Regions from separate parts of the Arachis hypogaea genome. Here region 1 is linked to region 2. A link is a contact called in public Hi-C data. All regions are on one chromosome and are shown on one strand. Each heading gives the region's core, a stretch centred on a gene start, on an enhancer-like site or on the middle of the called end of the contact. The rest is flanking DNA. Distances are from core to core; before and after follow the strand shown. Region 1 holds the start of LOC140174841 (proton pump-interactor BIP131-like). Region 2 holds the start of LOC112707129.

Region 1 (5,318 bases), core at 1,947-4,446, 150 kb after region 2:
GTTATTGTTTCGGGCGGGATCCCTAAGAGATTCTGCTGCTACTTTCAGAGGCCACATTCAATTCGGATCTAGATACATTCAATTCGGTTCTAGATTCATACAACCACATTGATCTATCAGTAGTGTTAGGAAGTGAGCACATTTATGATTTGTAGTTATTAATTAGTTATTATTAGTGTGGGATAATTTTAAAGATTCTGCTAAAGAAACAATAGACTATTTGTACAATGTGTTCAATAGGCTATTGAGTTATAAAATGAACATTCTCCATACTATCTAAAATAATCATTCGAGTACTAGGGATAATAAACATCTTCCCAAAAGTTTAAATTAATTTTGGGATTCACCAAAGATCAAACTCTTAACCTTTCGGATCTAGCGCTCCAATGCCATATCATGATACCACTCATCCCAAAAGTTTCAGCTGATGGAAAAAGGTAACACTAATGATTATATCTCTAATACTCCATAAACCTCCATTGTTTACATTGTACAAATATTTTATTGGCTCCTTATACTTTCTCTAATTTTAATGAAAGTGCTGATCTCGAGACTTTCTCTTGATCTATTACTATTTTCTCCTACCTACCTTATATTAATTTATTAACCAATAATTCATAGTTTAATAATAGTTCACTCATCTATTTAAATAAGTATTAAAAATTTAAATTTTATTTTATATATATAATAATTTATTAATGCATGTGGTATAAATCTTAAATAAAATTTAGATATATAAAAAATTAATCATCAATTTATCAGGTTAACAAATATCATAAAAAACTAAACTAAAAACTATTCCAATTTACTATAGAAAACACTTAGATAGCATTTAGAAAAGAGATAGAGATTGAGAGACTGAGATTGAAATAAGTCTCAATATTATATTTGGTGTAAAGTGGGAGTCAGCAAAACTCTACTTTAATTTGCACAAAGGATAAAGTTGGAGTTAATTAATTGAAATAGGAATATTTTCAGTCTCTATCTTTAAAAATTTAAGTCCTATGTGTCTCTACTTTTTGAAAGTCCTGAAATACTAAAATTTTAGAAATAAAAACTGAAATTTTAATACCAATCTCTATGCCAACAAATATGATATTGAGTCACAGTTTTTTAGTCTTTGTCCCAATATCTCAAAATAAACACTACCTTAACTACTAAAATTTTGAATAACATAGTATTAAAATTTAAAATTTTCTAGGATAACAAAATACAGAGTTCAGTTTTTGTTAAAAAAATAATTTAAATACAAGAAAAAAAGATTTATGAGAACTTAGGTTTTAAATTCTAAAAGAATTCTTATTATTTGAATCAATATTTTTGGATAAATGATTTTACAATGGATTTATTTTTTTATTTAGAAAAAAATTGGTTGAACTAATTAATTTATATCAACTATATTTTCCAATTCTTACTAATTTTGTTCGGTGGTACTTATTATCCCCCGGAACATATACATTACATAATACAAACTCGATCATTGCTTTCACTTGACACACACTACATATGAGTAATATTAATCAGTAAATATTATTATTTTTTATTAATATTTAATCAATAATAATTTATATTTATAAAAATTTTATATATAAAAATTATAATTTATATTTATATTTATTAAAGTTTTATACACATAAATTAATATTATTTATACTTATATTTTTTTAAAATTTATATACATCAATTAATAAAATTTATTTATTAAAAATAATTTAATATTTATACTAATTAAATAATAACAAAAAAAATACTAAAAATGGTAGGTTCTTAAGAGTTTCTCCACTACATATACTTCCAATATTTGACTATATATTGGAGATTTGGAGTTGGAATGTCTTTTATATAGATACGTATACACCCAAAACTTAATTAATTTGTGTTGTTATACCTGGTGCTGTGATTCAATGCAGCCTTGAGAGGGAGAGAAGAGCTAGCATCTATTGTCACACCTACTCAAGTACTTTTTCTTTAATCATTTTGGTACGTTTAAATAAACTCTTGAATTTTGGTTACGAGCTTGGTTATTTTGTTTGATTTTAAGGTATTTTGGCATTTTATTATAAAAATGATGTAGCTTTTTAATTTCTTCCTCCAAAAGTAAAACATTATTATTTAATTTTCGAAAAAAGAGTTTCATATTCTTACACTAACTTACTTTATGAAGATATGATACATATTTCATAATAATAATGCTTCAGAAAATGATATTTCATATTTGTATATTTATTCATTATGGGCACTAATTAGTATTGTTATAATATTAATATCACGTCTAAAACAAATGAAATTTCTGATTGATGAAATGGCGAAGTGACATACTAATTGTAAGTGATAATGTTATCAAAGGACCACGGAAAATCACAAAATCTCCTATGTATCATAAATACCAACAATTAAATTAAATACTTAAAATAACAAGTTTCATCTAGTTCCACTCTTACATCTTTAAAAAGAAATGATACAACTAATATTTAAGTTGAAGTTAAGAAGGTATTGGGATATTCCTTTTGAGCTTATTCTGAGAGAAGCTAATGTCGTGACAGATCAGTTGACAAAGATAGGATCTGAAAATAACGGAGCTAATGAGGTTCACCTTTGACACCAGCCGCCAGAAGTAGTTTGTTCTCTTTTTCTTTTCTGTTCTTTTATTTTTTCTCTTGGTTGTTCACAAAAAAAATGAATGTTTTATTAATACAACTTTCTTTAACCAGTTAAACCTCAAATTTGTTTTTCCTAAATAATATAATGTTACTGTGATACCTTACATATCATTCAATAGATCATATTTCTATTGAGTAAAATCTTGAATCTCAAAATTAATATACTATAAATTATAAATAAATAGATGTAGTCACCAGACTGTGTATGTATTATCATCATTTTTTTTTCTGACTTTAAACAATTTGTAAGATGTTTCTATATATTGGCAATGATATAGAAGAGTAAGAATGGAATAAAGAAACTCGAAATGAACAAATCTCTTGTTTTTATCTATTATTTTCATCTACAAATATATATAGTTTAATTCACATGATCATCTTCAATATATAACTCTAGGTGACTGAGTACTATTAAAGAATGGAGATTAGCCGTTGACTTTCTTGGCGTGGGGTGCAAGAACTTGACCACATCATATGAGACTACTTAATTAACTAGCTATTGAATTACCGTTACTACCCTTCAGCTTTTGCATAATTATTGTATCCATAAAAGTAAGAACTATATGCCTCTCAATTAATTTTCCAATCATCTTAATTATTAGAGTGAGTATTTCCGATAAAATTGTTCTGCATATTGTCCTGTTTAAATTTTTCTTAGCATATACTATATAAGAATCAATTTTTAAGATTTTGGGGGCAAGGAATTGAAGCAAACCATGTCATCATCATCAAATCCATCATCAGAAGTTGCACAAGAGGATGATGAAGTCCCAAAACTAGTTCATCAGTTCTATTTTGTGAAGCTTTGGCCATCATCAGAGCCTGATTCAATATCTCAAATCAAGAAACAAGAGCTCACAGTGGAGAAAATGAACCGAGACATTCGTGAATTCACTGATAAAATCAAAGAGAAAATTGTAAGCATTGATTTCAGCCTTCAATTTTGATATAGAAGACAAAAAATAATATAATGATGTTATTCCGTTTTTGTTAACAGTCAGAAAAGGACTATGTTGCGTCTGGGATGAGAAGCTCATACTACTGGAAAATGGAATGGAGACGCCGCGTGGCGCGAAAAGGGAAGATACTAAGTAACTTGTATGTGGCTCTTGATGAATTGTGTTTCATGAACAATGCACCTAGGAGAAGATCTAAGAAGAAGAAATGCTTCAAGGAAGAAGAGCTTGATAACCATGTAAGAGCTTAGAACTTTAGTAGTGTATATATTGTGCTGTGATTAATCTCTATCTACATCTTACACTTGATAACAATGTATATTGTATAGAATCTGAATGCATTGATGCGACACGGAAGCATGAGTCTCGCAGAAGAAAAGCGAATTCTGAGGAACATGAACACTCATCAGAGAGATGCTGATAAATTCCAGTCACTAGAAGTGCTTAGAAATACTGTAATTTAAGGACTTATAAGTTATGATCTTTGATTTGATTAAAAATTTATACCAAGGTAAGCATTGAAGTTTGGAGTGTTGAAAATTTTAAACAGATCAAATGGGGTTACTATGAGAATCATTGCCATAAGCTACTGAGAGAAATTGAACAATTCCAAAACCAAAGGAAAAAAGCTGCTGCCAATGCTTCAGCAAAGGGGAAGATTCCGGGCTATGTATCGATGAAAAACGCCATAAAGAACCAAATCAAGGTGAGTTATGGCATTGACATCCAAGCAGCACATTCAATTATTCATGTCATAAGATGCTACTTGTAACAGATTTTTTTTTTCTTAACTTGTTATAGGTGTTCTGTGATGAATCTTCGGAGAACAGAAAACAAGAGATGGCAGAATGTACCAAAATTAGAAATGCAGAGAAAAAACAAGAGGTCATAAACCAAGAATTACATTCTTTGAAAACAAAGTTGGGAGAAAAGCAGAAGAAAAAGGGTGAAGCATATGAATCCATTACTAAAATGAAGCAGTTATATGATGAAGAGGTATGAATATGATTTGCTATCCTTTCTCGATTTCATTTGTAAGAATATGATTTACTATTAACTTGATGAATCAAAACCTTGCTTGCTTGAGTTCATAATATGGATAAACTTGTTTGCTGAAAATTTATTAAATTCACTTAATATGTTATCTCATAAAAATTTCAGGTTACCAACTATTACAAGTATTGTTCACTCATGAACAAAGTGCAACACCTGGCTGCAAAGAAAGATACAGCAGCGCTTGATAAATTGTCGCGTTACGAGGTTGGTAGTTTATAAAAAGAGTTTATTCTCATTGAAACAAGGTTCATTTTGACGATTAGAGTTTTTTTTTTTTTATTTACTTTGATGTGTTAGGTTGACAAATTTATGTTGGAATGGAATTCTAACAAAGCTTTCAGAGAAGCTTATGCGAAAAAGATTATGCAATCACAACAAACACAGAAAATAAACAGAGATTGGAGTTAGGGAACAACTGAATAGTCGATGCAGTTGTGTTGTTATGCATATAAGTGTGATTGTTGAAAAAAATAAAGCTACAAGAATATTGATAAAAAATAAATAAAAACAGGAAGCATAAGTTATATATGTAGAATTTGGAAACATAATAAGGTGATGGTTTCAGTGGCTAAGAGAAGGGGGGTTGAATCTTAGCCCCATTTTTCAATGCTAACACTTGCTGAACTTCAGAGAAGACTTTTCTGTT
Region 2 (5,745 bases), core at 1,721-4,220:
TAAAAAATTTATGTTAAAATTTTGTTATAAATAATGCGTAACTCTAAATCACTTGATTAAAGTTGATTTTTTTAATGGAAATAATTTCACTATTTGATATATGATATGAAAATTTTTTTAAATATTTTTAAAATATCAGTATTTTAATATTTTTTATCATTAATCTTAATTATATATATATATATATATGATATATATTACTTAAAATTAAGGATTAAAATGATTGAAATACGTTCCAAGAACATTTAAAAAAGTTTCCTGTGGCATATCTCCAATTCTCCATTCATATTAGTCATTTTGGGCCTGAATCTTCATTCAATAAATATATTAATATACAGATGTAATTGATGAATGTATCCTTTTGCATACCCGTAGGCTTTTTAGCTCAAAGGATAAAGCTTAGTCAGATTCTGTTATTACTGATATTGGCAGTTATATTAGTTATTTTGGCTTGGCTATGCATAGCTACTTGAGCGTGTATGTGTTGTGTGTTACCTCAGATAGTGCATAGATAAGCACTGCTAACTCTCTCTTATGCACACAATAGCAATTTTATTCAGATCATATACTATATACATTTTCTCTGCTTTAGCTTTTATTTTTTGTTCTTCAAGCATTCACTTGGACAAATAAAATAAAAAAAGCTAGGCCCAACATACAAAGAAGTTGTTAAGAAGAATAAATGAATAATCATGTGGCTGAGCCATGTGTTCAAGTGGCCAAGCTATTTGCCTCAAAAGCAGCCTTATCAAATTCGATTTTTAGCAGTGGCTAGGTTGTGCGTGTAAGTAGATGACTAAGATGAGTGTATGAGTGGGTTTTTTTTTGTCATTAGTGTGTGAGTGTGTTTGTATGACAAAAAGAAAATAACATTAATAGGTGCACGCAAACTAAATTCTCCATCCACCCAATTTCTTTTGGGCTTTTGCCCCATTTATGTACCAAACAAGAGTGCACCCAAGCTATGTCCAACATACAACGGAGTTGTCAACAAGAATAATAGCTAACTAACTTTCGTCATCTTAAATACCGTGAGAAACCAAAAACAAGAATAATAGCTTCACCATCAAAAAAAAAAAAAAAAAATAGTAGCATGCAAGACCATAGTTCAAGTAGTGAGTGAGTGTGTGTGTTTGTATGACTAAAAAAAAATAATGAAATTCTTTATCTTTCAAAAGTACATTCGGATTGGAGACTTGGCTAAGGTCAAAAGTGGATAGATTGATTTTTTCCCGCCAAATTTCGGCTAAACATATTCTGCTCGCCATATTTGTCCAGGTTCTTGTAAATTACCAGCAAAAATGACTTCACATAGAAATTTGGTTCTACTACCGTCCTCAATTCGATTGTAAGCCCTCTTTAAATATTGAGGTCATACTCATCATGTCATCATCCCTTTTCAGACCCATTATATATCAACTCAAATACCACTATTCCTCGGACACTATATCATTGTTGAACATTGCTTTTTCTTAAATCATTCAATATATAGAACTTGGAGCATACAATTTTAAAATAGTAAAAATTCATATATAATTATTTTTATATAAAATTGATAATTGAGAATAATTAAATAATTTAATATATTTAATAATTTTTAATTATTATCTTTATATAAAAATAATTATATGTGAGTTAAAAAAAATGAATTAACACTTTATAGTTTATAATAACAAAATTAAATAATTTCGATGTAAAAAATATTAGCAAATAAATACACGCTCTTTTTTGGCGAAAAAAATAAATACACACTCTAATAAATTTTACTTTCATTTTAAGTTAGTAAACTATAAATACTCATTCATACAATGTCAGTCAAAAACAAAATTTTTTATTAAAATGATAGTTAGGTGCAAACTATTTACTTTACGATAAATAAAAAAAATGATTAATTGATTATATCTAAATTCTAAATAAAAAGATAATAAGATTTTTCTAAATAATAAAAAAGTACAAGACTTTTTATGTAATAAACTTATAAACTATGTTTAAATATGAGATTTTTTTTTAAAATTTTAGGTATTTAATGTATGATAATTAATTGAGTAATTACCCAAATTAATCTCTAAGAATTTTAAAAATGAATATTTTAGTTTTTTAAAAAAATTAATATACAGATTAATCTCTAAAATTTTATCCTGGTAGACAAATTAATTCCTAATTTATTTTTTGACAAAATAATTACCTAAATCAGTTCCTAAAAATTTTAAAAGTGGATATTTTCATCCACAAAACAATTAATATGTAGATCAATCCCCAACATTTTTCTCTGTCAGAAATAACAGTTCTCCGTTCATTTTACTTTTACTGTATGTCGACCTTTATTATTATTAACTTAGCTTTGTGTATGTGAACGATAACACTAGTATATTAATACACTATTTTCGTCAGAAATAAGTAAGGTGAATAATGATTCTTTGAAATCCAAATTAAAATATTTTTTTAATACAAACATATTTTTTAAAATAGAACATCTTTTGATCATATTAAATACAAAATATCAAAAATTTCAACCTTAAATTTTGTATACAATAATCTCTAATAATAATTTTATTATTATTATTATTATTATTATTATTATTATTATTATTATTATTATTATTATTATTATTATTATTGAGTGAATATATATATATATATTTTATATTATAAATATATACATAAGAATTTAATAAATAAATTTATTATTATTTTTATCTAAAAAGACATAAAAAATGATGGTATAGTGACTATTATTATTTTATTTTTTTAACATAAAAATGTTGAAAATTGATTTGTGTATTATTTTTTTAATTAAAATATTTATTTTAAAAATTTTTGAACACTAATTTAAATGATTAATCTACCAAAAAATAAACTAAAAACTGAATAAAATTTTAAAAATTAATCTATGTATTAATTTTTTTAAAAATTAAAATATCTATTTTTAAAATCGGAACTAATTTAAGTAATTATTCTAATTAATTTGTTAACAGCAAAAATTTAAACATCTTAATTAGTAAATTCTTAAGAAAACCCCGAAAATCTCCCGAACGGCGGCCCCTTCTTCTCCCACCAGAACGGCAGCAGGCTTCTTTGTCCAGCATCACTCTCATCTCTTCACTGCGGCTGCTGCTATGTCTTCTCTCTCCACCGTCGCTGTGGCTATGTAATGTCTCTCCAGCGACGATGCAACCTGTCACTTCGTCGCCGATCTGCTCTCATCTTTCCGCCACTTACCCCGTCTCGGTCGCTTCCTTTGTTCTCTCTCTCTCTCTCTCTCTCTCTCTCTCTCTCTCTCTCTATTCTAGTTTTGTGTGCCTCTTTCAATATCTTGATCTCTGATTAATTGATTATTGAATATTGATGACTTGATCTGTTAAGAATATGGATTAGTTCAATTTTAAAATTTCTATTTTATTAGAGTAATTCTGGTTTTGCCTCTTTTATGAGTGAAAATACTGTGTGCGATTAGCTTGTGAACATCGTCCACTTATAAAGTGTATTTATTTATTTATTTTAGAGTATATACCCAAATAAGTCCGGAAAAAAATTTGCATGGAACATTTTCGTTCCCAAAAAATTTTTATTACATTGAACTTTATAAAAGTAAGACATTGTCTTACCTTAGTTAGATATGTTGTTTTTATTTGGATAAACAAGTACTCAAAAGTGTGACCAATGATCTATATGTCTTGTTTTTGTAAAGTTCACTACCTCAATAAAATTTTTTTGGGGACAAAAATATTATATGCGAAATTTTTCAGGAACCTATTCGGGTACATATTCTTTATTTTAAGACTACAGCGCATAACTAACAACTAATAATCTGCATCACCGAACCGTTGTCTTGTCTTAATAACTTTGATCATCATGTAGAATATAGATTTCGAGTAGTGATAAGTAATCTTGGATTGGATTGCACTACAATGCTTTGCCTTATATCTGATAGGAACACTTACAATTACATTGTAGTTACCTATGGCTATGGCATTTTTCCGCATGGTTAATGTAAGGCATTAAAATTACTAAAACTTGGGGACTCAACCAAAACAACATCAAAGGAATTATAAAATGGTCTATCGAAAGTGAAGCTCAAAACAGTGCCACTTTTCCTATAGCTAATTGCATCACCATTTCCCTCTTATTCACATTTTGTCTATGGATCAGGTTTTTGGAGGCCACAGTTGAGGATTATTTGGCATCACGTTCTGTGTATGAGATTATAAGGTAGTTTATTTGCAACTTGCCAATTTACGTCAGAAGCTCCAATAATGGCTGGAATAGCTATACTTCTAGATTTGTGGAGGAAAAACCAAAACTTTGGCTCTGGTTTGCACTCTCCACAAGCCTTTCAGTCTTCTGCTTTTTTCTCTGCTTCTGCTGCTGTTGGTGCTGCAGCTTCTTTTACTGCTGGTACCACTGGCTTTGCCTCAAGGGCTTTGTTTGGGTATGCACTTTTGACTCCATTTGTCTATGCATTCATTCTTGTTATATGGATGGATGATGGATTTGCTTTGTTGTGGATAAGGCTATAAAACATGAGAAAATACATGATTGCTTTGTTTATTTGATTTGGTATTTGGATGTTGGAAAATTGATCTGTTTTTCATAATGGGAAGCTGATTTTAAGTTGTGGATTATTTATTTATTTATGTTTTAAAAATTTGGATAAGTTGCTAACATTTCAAGACTTAATTTTTATTTGAGGTAGTAGAAAATTCTTAGATATAAAGAATGTCATAGTAATGTCTTAAATGAGAGGCATTGTTGTATAGTTTTAACTAAAACTTAAAACTGTTTCCATGTTTTGACTCTTTAATCTGATTTATTAATGAAAATATATTTAGACATGTTGGATTTAAACTGTAGGCTTTTAAAGTTGTTTGGATGGAATTGCAGACAACCTAGACAGGGTAAAATGAATTTCCTCGACCTTCTATGGTCTTGTCTAATCTTCATTACAATAAATTTTTCTTTTTAAAAAATAAAAAATAAAAAATGTTGTTGTCTATTCTACTGTGGTTAACCTTGAGCAACTAGCATAAATTTGTATTTCAAGTTTTCAAACAATCTTTCCAATTGAATTTCAGGTCTCCAGTTGCTTATTGCGATGCTGGTTCAGCAGTATCTGAAGATTATATTTCTGGTCTGCAAAGTACTTCTAAAGGGATTTATAATAATGATGGTGCTCTAAGATATAGTACTACCAAACATTACAATGTGGAGCTTAAGCCTCTATTCTCTGCTTTTGAATTTAGGCCATTCATGATGACATCGCTAAGGTCATTCTTAATGTTCTATTTGCCTCTTTTGGAGCCTCGTGCTGAAATGGAAGATGATGATTTCCTTGAGGAGAGGGAAGAACAACCAACTGATCTGGTTGTCCCCTTCAAGAAATCAGTGAAGCAAATCATCCGAGAGGTGTGATTTTATTTGACCCGGTTTTCTATTCTTTTTTTCAGCAAGTTATTTACTTCGGTTATTCATAATTATGAAATTGATGAGAGTGTTTGTCATTTATTATTAGCGAGAATATAATGTTTCGCTGTTAGAAATCCTATCTCTGATTTAAAAGCCTCCTTGCCATCACAGACATAGGTAGATGATCATGTTAATCAATGTGGACAGCATGTGCTTGATTACTAAACCAGGCTTTTGATTTGACATGTGGAATTTAGCAAAGGAGGAAAACACCATTGTGGCTCTTCAAATTCTGTTTCTGTTAAGTTCTGTTTCTGACAAAATGCCCCCCTAAAAGAAAAA

Evidence for each region. A called contact is a pair of places that touch in the nucleus more often than the background predicts.
Region 1: a Hi-C map of leaf shows a contact between it and region 2, with 1.7 times the contacts expected there. The contact joins the promoter of LOC140174841 here to the promoter of LOC112707129 in region 2. A contact is called at or near these places in 2 of 8 Hi-C or Micro-C datasets (both in leaf).

The regions. Positions count from the first base shown.
Region 1 is chr8:33,980,939-33,986,256 of arahy.Tifrunner.gnm2.J5K5, forward strand. LOC140174841 (proton pump-interactor BIP131-like) reads left to right here and starts at 3,197. Exons shown (of 7, transcript XM_072201159.1): 1 at 3,197-3,577; 2 at 3,658-3,855; 3 at 3,946-4,071; 4 at 4,167-4,322; 5 at 4,418-4,612; 6 at 4,778-4,876. The coding sequence starts at 3,377.
Region 2 is chr8:33,828,746-33,834,490 of arahy.Tifrunner.gnm2.J5K5, forward strand. LOC112707129 reads left to right here and starts at 2,971. Exons shown (of 7, transcript XM_025758718.2): 1 at 2,971-3,228; 2 at 4,150-4,429; 3 at 5,073-5,403. The coding sequence starts at 4,254.